Regions from separate parts of the Sus scrofa genome. Here region 1 is linked to region 2. A link is a contact called in public HiChIP or PLAC-seq data. All regions are on one chromosome and are shown on one strand. Each heading gives the region's core, a stretch centred on a gene start, on an enhancer-like site or on the middle of the called end of the contact. The rest is flanking DNA. Distances are from core to core; before and after follow the strand shown. Region 1 has its middle 52 kb from the start of PPARA. Region 2 overlaps PPARA (peroxisome proliferator activated receptor alpha).

Region 1 (3,795 bases), core at 1,265-3,764, 69 kb after region 2:
CACCTTGCTCTGCCTTTTACTCAGCATTTAACCTTGACAAAAGACTTGACCTGCCTCTGAACTTCCTCGCAGATAAAACGGGGCAGGGATGCCGACCCCCGCGGGCCCTGGGGTGAGCATTAGGAAGGAGCGCATAGCACGTGCAGGGGCAGGGCCTGATAGGTGGGGTCTGGTTGGAGATTTGATGACCACCTGCCTGGGGGCTCTGCCAAGGGTCACCTCCTCCAGGAAGTCTGCTGGGCATCCCTCCCACCCTCTTCCATGGGTAGCTCCTGTCTAGTCAGCGCTGTCGTTACCGCGTCTGACCCCTGCCTGCCCACCACTCAAATAGCTGACCCGACTGAGAACTTGAACCTCTCTGGCACCTGGCAAGGTGCCTGTTTCTTGTCTTTTACAGAAGGGTCCCGCCAGCCAGGCTGAGCAGCCTGCTGCGCCCGCCCCCACCACCACCCCCTGCCCCCGGCTGCCAGCTCCCCCGACCCGCTCTCCATTCGTGGGTGCCTAGCCCAGGGCCTGGAACCCACCCTGCCAGGCTGCGTGACATGGGGGAGTGGCTGCCATGTCTGTCAGCATTCCCAGGCCGTGGTTTTTGGAAGAAGTAGGCCATGGTCCCCAGTGCCCTGAAGGGACAGGCCACATCTGACAAAATGTCCCCAGCATGTGGCAACAGGGGCAAAAAAAGCCAAGGGCTTCGTGGGGAGTTTTCTGGAAAGCTCCATCTGGTCAATTTAGAGAAAGATCCTCTTTCTCCCTGAGCGTGTCCTTTAGAGTCTTTTGTTGCTAAAAATGCCTTTTTTTTTTTTTTTTCCTATTTTTCTAGGGCTGCACCTGTGGCACACGGAGGTTCCCAGGCTAGGGGTCTAATCGGAGTCATAGCTGCAGGCCTTCACCAGAGCCACAGCAACACGGGATCCCAGCCATGTCTGCAACCTACACCACAGCTCATGGCAACACCAGATCCTTAACCCACTGAGCAAGGCCAGGGATCGAACCTGCAACCTCATGGTTCCTAGTCAGATTCGTTAACCCCTGAGCCATGATGGGAACTCCTAAAAATGCCTTTTCTTAATAAAAATGTCTCAGATGTGAAGCTGATTAAGAGTTGACAGGGACGGGACGGTGTGTTTTGGCCCAGCAGCCCTTTGAGCATCCCCAACACCATGTAAAAGGGTTTGTGAGCCCAAAGTCCAGGCCCGGCTGGACTATTTACCGATAAGCACGTGGATGCACAGGCTTCCTGCCATTTTTTCTGAGCCTTCTGGCCCCGCTCTCTTCTCCCGGTTTGCTCGTGATACGTATTTTCACATCAACACTTCTGCTTGTGTCCAGACTTGCAGCAGGGAATATAAAATCTTGCGGGAGGGCCTGATTCGGATCTTTAGCAGGGTGAGGGAGTAGGGTGTGGGCCACTGCCTGGGAGCCTGCAGGGGTTACACCCACTTGGGGCCCAGCTCAGCCATTGGGCACCCTCGGGGTGGGGGCCCCATGGGGGAACAAGCCTTCCCTCGGCCTCAGAGCCTGAGCTGTGCAGGGGAGGGACTCGGCTGGAGGCAGGAGGGAAGCTGAAATCTACATGGCATGCTCTTTCTAGAAAGCTCCATTGGCATGACGGGAGGACATGGGGTCAGCAATGGTCCTTAGACGGCGGGTGGGACAGAAAGACTGGGGCTGCAGACCCGTCACTTCTCTCCGTTGAAACATTAGATTAGGTTAACCGCCTGGGCAAGTATTGGTGCTGCATTTAATTTGAAACCAACCCCACCCTGCAAAAGGACCTAGGGATGCCAAGGCCTGAGCTGGCACTTTCCAAGCCTGAACCCGGTTCACCACCCAGTGACTCCAGCCCTGACCTCCTCCAGGACAGCAAGGTGGGCTGTCCCCCTGGTTCCCGCCACCCTGGCCTCCAGCTCAGTGTGAGGGACAGCTCCCCCACACCCAGTTAGGTGCCTGATGTTTGGACTTCTTTTTGTTTGTTTGTTTGTCTTTTTGCCATTTCTTGGGCCGCTCCCACGGCATATGGAGGTTCCCAGGCTAGGGGTCGAACCGGAGCTATAGCTGCCAGCCTACACCAGAGCCACAGCAACACAGGATCCAAGCTGCTTCTTCTGTGACCGACACCAATGCAGTGCCGGATCCTTAACCCACCGGACGAGGCCAGGGATCAAACCCGCAACCTCATGTTTCCTAGTCGATTTGTTTCCACTGCACCACCACGGGAACTCCTAAATGACTTTTTTACCCAAAAGTTTGACTTGTTTCCAGAGAGTCGGTCCAATTAGCCACTTTCAGCCGGAGAGGATGCTTATTTATGTTGTGATTCAGATGTTAAACAGCTCGAACCCTGGGCCTGTCCCTCCCACTCTGTGAGTTGCCTGGCTTGCCTGTCACGGGGGAGGGGGCGGCTAATCAGGCACTTTCGAGGCACTTTCGCCTTAAGGGCGTTGGGGATCCAGAGGGAGGAGGGTGACTGCCCCTCTTCCTCGGGCAGAGGGCACCCTCTGGCTCGGTTGCCTATAGACAGTTGATGATGTAACCGCTGGACGTGCGGCACTTGTGCTCAGCGCTGCTGAGCCCCAAGCAGGCCCGCAGGAGCTGCCCTTCGGCCTCTGCCCCCAGGGGTGGAAACTGAGGCTGTGAGGCTGGCCCATTCCCCTGACTCTGCTGCCTGAGAGCTGTGTCTGCCCGGTGTGTCTGCCTGGCTCAAGTGTGCTCAGTTTTTCCACTGTGCCCCCCCCCACCCCCCTCCTGGGCTTTGTGACCTTGGACAGCCATGACTGCCCCGTGTCTGTTCCCAGTCACAAACTGAGAGGCAGAGCTGGCTGGTCTGAGACGTCCCCTGCCAGCTCGGGATTCTGAGCGGGGCTCGGGGTGTGACAGTGACGTGCCCCAGAAGCCAGCTGCCAGTGTCCACGAGGGAGGCACTTTTTCCTGCCTCGCCAGGGGAGAGCAGACACATGACTTGGGGCTGAGCACTTGTGTGAATTACGATCGGCATCTCGTGCTTCGGGCTTTGGAACCGCTTCCAGGACCAGACTCTGGGCTTGGGATCTGCCTCCGACACTGTGGCCCGCAGGAAATCAGCTCCTTTTTTAGGCTGGAACCTCCCAGGCCGAGGCGGGTCAGCTGAAAGTCACGCACCTCTGCTTCTGCAAACACACAGCAGACAGGCTGTCCCGTGTCCCTTTCCAACCCCGTACCAGGGAGGGGACACCCCTTCGCCTTCCTACCCTTCGCTTGCTCTGTCAGGGACCCCCACCCCCACCCCCGCCAGTCCCACCCACCGCTGGGGTCTAAAACTTTGCTCCGGCTTCTTGTTGGAAACCAGTAGAGGTGGCAGATCCCGCTGATAAGAGGAAGAAATTGCTGGACGGGACGGGACTCGGCAAATTAACAAAACAGCAGAATCCAGTCCCAGGCAGCCCCCATTCACACACTAGCACGTCGGGGAACAGAAAGCCGGTTCCCAGCCGGCCCTGGGGCCTCCTCACCCAGTTACTCCTGCCCTTTTGGAAGGGAGCCCGAGAAGTCGACTGGGGAAGGGCCTCTTGGCAGGACCTGAGGCCCAACTGGAACTTTCTGGACTGACTGGGTTTCCTTAAGGGCAAGACCCCGTGGTATCCTTGCTGTGCCCCTTGGGCCAGGCACAGGCCCTGAAAGGAAGGCTCGGGCAGCCTTGGGGTGACATGGGCTCATCACTGAGAGGGGCTCCCTGTCCCCATCACCCATTCTGTTCAGGAAGCAAAGCCAGACTGCGAGTCAGAGCGCTGATTCCGGCTCTGCTGGCGCACTTGGCCC
Region 2 (4,122 bases), core at 1,078-3,577:
ACCGCGGCCCCCAAACCACCTGACTCGGCTGGTTCAGATCTGGGAGGAAGTGGGGGTGAGAGGAATGGGGAGCCAATGTGCTTCCGAGTCTGTCCGGTTCCCGCCGACCACAGAGAACCAAGTTTGGGGGGGGCGGTGCTGGCGACGTGGCTTTCTGGGACCTTCTCCACAAACCTGGGAGCAACAGGCTTTCCCGTATTAGTTACAACCATGAAAATGGCAAACTGAAATGGAACCACTGCGTTTTGATAGCTTATCACATCGTTCTTGGAACTTCTAAATCCTGTGCTTAAAAAGCAGCGTGTTGTCTTTCTTCAAATTCGGGACACAGAACTGAAGTCCTTCAAATAAATATTCTGCTGCTTTTTCAAAATACCTAACCTTCGGGGACATCTAGATTTACATCATTACAAAAGTTTTAAAAGTGCTGATTAGTTTTCCAAATTCTAAAGGAGCACGGGCGTCAAGAGGTGGTGCAAAGGGAAGACGGACGGCGCGTTCTGAGGGGAGTTCAAGGGTAAAGCACTAAGCATCCTGCGCTGGTTAACAGCGGGGGGCGCCACCATCAGACCGCTGACCCGCTTCCTTCTTGTTTTCCAAGCCCTGAGGCCCAGGCGCTTATCATCAGCCTTTCCAGACTCCGCTCCCTCTTCGGAGAACTGGTTAAACAGAGAGACGTGGAATAATAGGATGCCGGTTACCTAGAGCTGGTTAAGCTTTCTGTTGTCCAAGGTGCAAAGCCGCGTTGCTCCCATGTCTCACCTGTAGTGCTGTTGCCTTTAAAAAACAAAAAAAACAAAAACAAAACCCTGGGAAAGTTTCTTCGGTGCGCGCTGGGCCGCGCCCTCAGTACATGTCCCTGTAAATTTCCTGCAGCAGCGGGTGCAGCGCGGCGTCCGCCTCCGTCTTCTTGATCACCTGCACCAGCTGCGCATGCTCCGTGACCAGCTGCCGCAGGTCCGCCAGCTTTTGCAGGAGTTTGGGGAAGAGAAAGACGTCGTCGGGGTGGTTGGTCTGCAAGTGAAGTTTGAGCACATGCACGATACCCTCCTGCATTCTCTCAATGTGTCCTACGTTTAGGAGGCCGGGCCGGTCTATCCTCAAAAGAAAGAAGAGAGGTCTGAGCTGGAGGAGCCCCAGGCTAAGGCCTCAGAGGTGTCGTGCAGGTGGCGGAACCCCACACTCGGCTCTGATGAGGCCCTGCTGGCAGCAGGCTTAGCCGTCTTGGCTACCGTCCCCGTGCCGAGAAGATAGAACGAGACTTCTCCAGAGTCTCCAGGCCCACCAGGGGCAGACAAGACAGAGGGCTGCTGTCTTAAAACGCCCCTTCGGGGTGGCCCCTTCCTTGGGGTTTTGTCTAATCATCAGCATCATCACCCCCCAGACACGAGGAGCAGCTCTACAGTCAACCACTTCTGCATAACGTGGGACATGAAATGCTTCTTCTCCGTGTCCCCCCTAGATACTCGGTTTCAACCACATTGAAAGAATGGGGTGTGTCCCACTTGAAACACCATCAGAGGGACCTTCTAAGATAAATCAGCTCAAACGATGGTGGGGCAAGAAATGAATGGGAAGATGGACACGGGCCGAGAGGATGCCGAGGGCTCCCCGGGGGTGGGGGGTGGGGGGGTCCTGAGGCCTGGTGCAGGGACGGTGACATGGACACCAGGTGACAAACCTGGGGAGGCTGGGACACAGGCACCAGACTTCCCAGCACAGCTCAGACCGTCCTGCATCCTTGTCCAGAAAAATCGCAGCCCGCCTTCCCTATTCAGGAGGCACCGCTCTCTAGAGCCCGCTCAGGACCAGGACTTTCGGGTGTTGCTGATGTGGGTTTTTCATTGTTTGCTGCTGCAGTTGCTATTGTAAAAGGATTACTCAGCTTTTAAACAGAGATTTTAAAAACGAGTAGGAGAACCCCTTCTCATAACTTGGACTCCATCGTACAGATTTCAGGTACACCTCACCAGACATTTTTCCGATGTAGGGCTGTAATTTCCTCTAGGCCTCTGTGGTCCCACTACTTATATAAACAGTTGTGCGTTGTTTTTTTACCCGCCACACTACATCTTGAGCACACAGAGGGCAGCGGCAGGTTACGTGCAGCTGCCTCGCCAGTCGATGCTTCAGGCCTGGTGGAGCCCGGCCGCCCTCACCCAGCGCCACCTACGGAGTCCTGCAGCCTGCAGCCTCCGTTCCTTGAGGGAGGGCTGATGGGGGACAGACATCAGGCAGTTTGAGAGGACGGTTGCCCCATGTGTCTGCCCCAAGGCTGGGTAAGGTCAGCTGAGTTTACAGGAGAGGGATGACGTTCTCAGATCCAGGACAGGGCTATTTACGGCAATGAGACACCGAGCCAAAAATGTGGGGACGGCAGGGCCAGCTCCCCTGCAAGGGGCCCCCATTTTCCTTCTCTGGGATCTACCTCCTTTGGCAAAGCACACTTTGCTGTCACTGCCAGTTAGTGCCTGATGTTTTTCCTTATGAAACAGCATAAATAGACCCGTTGAGACAGCGACTGTACAGATACCTGTATGGCACAGAACGCTGGCTGTAATACGGAGATGAGATTATAGTAACATCGTTACAACACAGCCGGCCCTTGGGATCTGCGGGGCCTTGGTTCAGGACCTCCTGCAGATGACCAAACCTCAGGTGCCTACCTGAGAGGGCACATAACCTGTGCACAGCCTCGTGCACACTTCAAAGGCTCCCTAGATTACCCGAGACACCTAATACCACGTAAATGCTACGTGAATCATTGTCGGTGTCGGCACGTTCAAGTGTTCCTTTTTGGAACTTTCCGGAAATTTTTTTCCTAACTGTTTTGGAGCCACAGTGGGTTGACTCTGCAGACACAGAACCCGCATATGTGGAGGGTCTACTGTATATGGTAATATTACACACCGTGCATTATTATTATATCTGATATGTAATAGCTATTAGGTATGGATAATGGATATAACTCCGTGATAGTTATTTATACTTAAATATGAATAAATTATATATAAATAATAGATAATGTAATCGATTACATTATCGATTGTTTATGGACTATATAAATATATTGAATCTATAACAGGATGGAATGTATATTATGTAATTACGTAGATGTGTGCTCATGTGATTACACAGGACTATTTATACTTGACAAATGTGTTTCTGTGTTGACACATATGTTAGATTATATATGAACACATCTGTTCCTATATGAACGACTAGGTAGATTATATATCGACACGTGCGTTGCTAAATTCACGAATGCTACACTGTGACATGACTTTGATGTCCCTCTCAGTAAGTTCCAGTCAGCGGTGACGTGGGGGCTCAGACGCCTGCCTACCTGCCAGGGCTGGTCCCGTGCCACTCTCACGGGGTTTCCCACTGTCGGCTTCTTCGAGAGAGAGGAGGCTGCAGGCGGCACTGCCCCAGCAGGTGAAGGCAGCAACTTACCTCCGCAGCAAATGATAGCAGCCACAAAGAGGGAAAGGTCACTGTCGTCCAGCTCCAGCGCATTGAACTTCATGGCGAAGTCAAACTTGGGCTCCATGATGTCGCAGAAGGGTTTCCTCAGGCTCTTGAGGAACTCGCGCGTGATGAAGCCATTGCCGTAAGCCACCAGCATCCCGTCCTTGTTCATCACAGAGGACAGCATGGCGAAGATGGCCTCGTAGACGCCGTACTTCAGCAGCGTGACCTGGTCGTTCAAGTCCAAGCTTGCGAACCCCGGGATGGACTTGGCGAACTCCGTGAGCTCCGTGACGGTCTCGACGGACGTGCACTGGCAGCAGTGGAAGATGCGGACCTCCGCCTCCTTGTTCTGGATGCCGTTGGCCACCAGCTTGGCCACGAGCGTCTTCTCGGCCATACACAGTGTCTCCATGTCGTGTATGACGAAAGGCTGAAACGAAAGACACGGGGATGAGCCGCGCGACTGGCGACAAGCTCTCCTCTTCGTCATCCAGACAAAAGGACACGGCAAAACAGTTCCGACATTGGCATGGGAGTCCCCGCGGTAGCGCAGGGGCTTCAGGACCCTGCGTGGTCTCTGTGAGAGGGCGGGTTCCATCCCTGGCCTGGCTCTGTGGGTGAGGGATCTGGCCCCACGCTGCAAGCTGC

Evidence for each region. HiChIP or PLAC-seq counts read pairs in DNA pulled down with a chosen protein or histone mark.
Region 1: an H3K27ac HiChIP or PLAC-seq map of skeletal muscle shows a contact between it and region 2. The contact joins two enhancer-like sites. A contact is called at or near these places in 7 of 47 Hi-C or Micro-C datasets (fetal heart ventricle, fetal liver, heart right ventricle and 4 more) and 1 of 2 datasets of contacts at active chromatin or transcription factors (skeletal muscle).

Annotation. Positions count from the first base shown.
Region 1 is chr5:3,370,802-3,374,596 of Sscrofa11.1, forward strand. No RefSeq gene overlaps it. Among named protein-coding and RNA genes, the nearest start is that of PPARA, 52 kb to the left of the region's middle. Within about 2 kb of position 2,515, at least 23 of the 83 cell types and tissues checked have an H3K27ac peak or open chromatin away from gene starts, as enhancers often do. A contact at or near this core is called in skeletal muscle, where this site is marked.
Region 2 is chr5:3,301,909-3,306,030 of Sscrofa11.1, forward strand. It overlaps PPARA (peroxisome proliferator activated receptor alpha), which reads right to left. Exons shown (of 7, transcript NM_001044526.1): 6 at 3,457-3,904; 7 at 847-1,094. The coding sequence ends at 847. Among named protein-coding and RNA genes, the nearest start is that of CDPF1, 17 kb to the left of the region's middle. Within about 2 kb of position 2,328, at least 3 of the 83 cell types and tissues checked have an H3K27ac peak or open chromatin away from gene starts, as enhancers often do. A contact at or near this core is called in skeletal muscle, where this site is marked.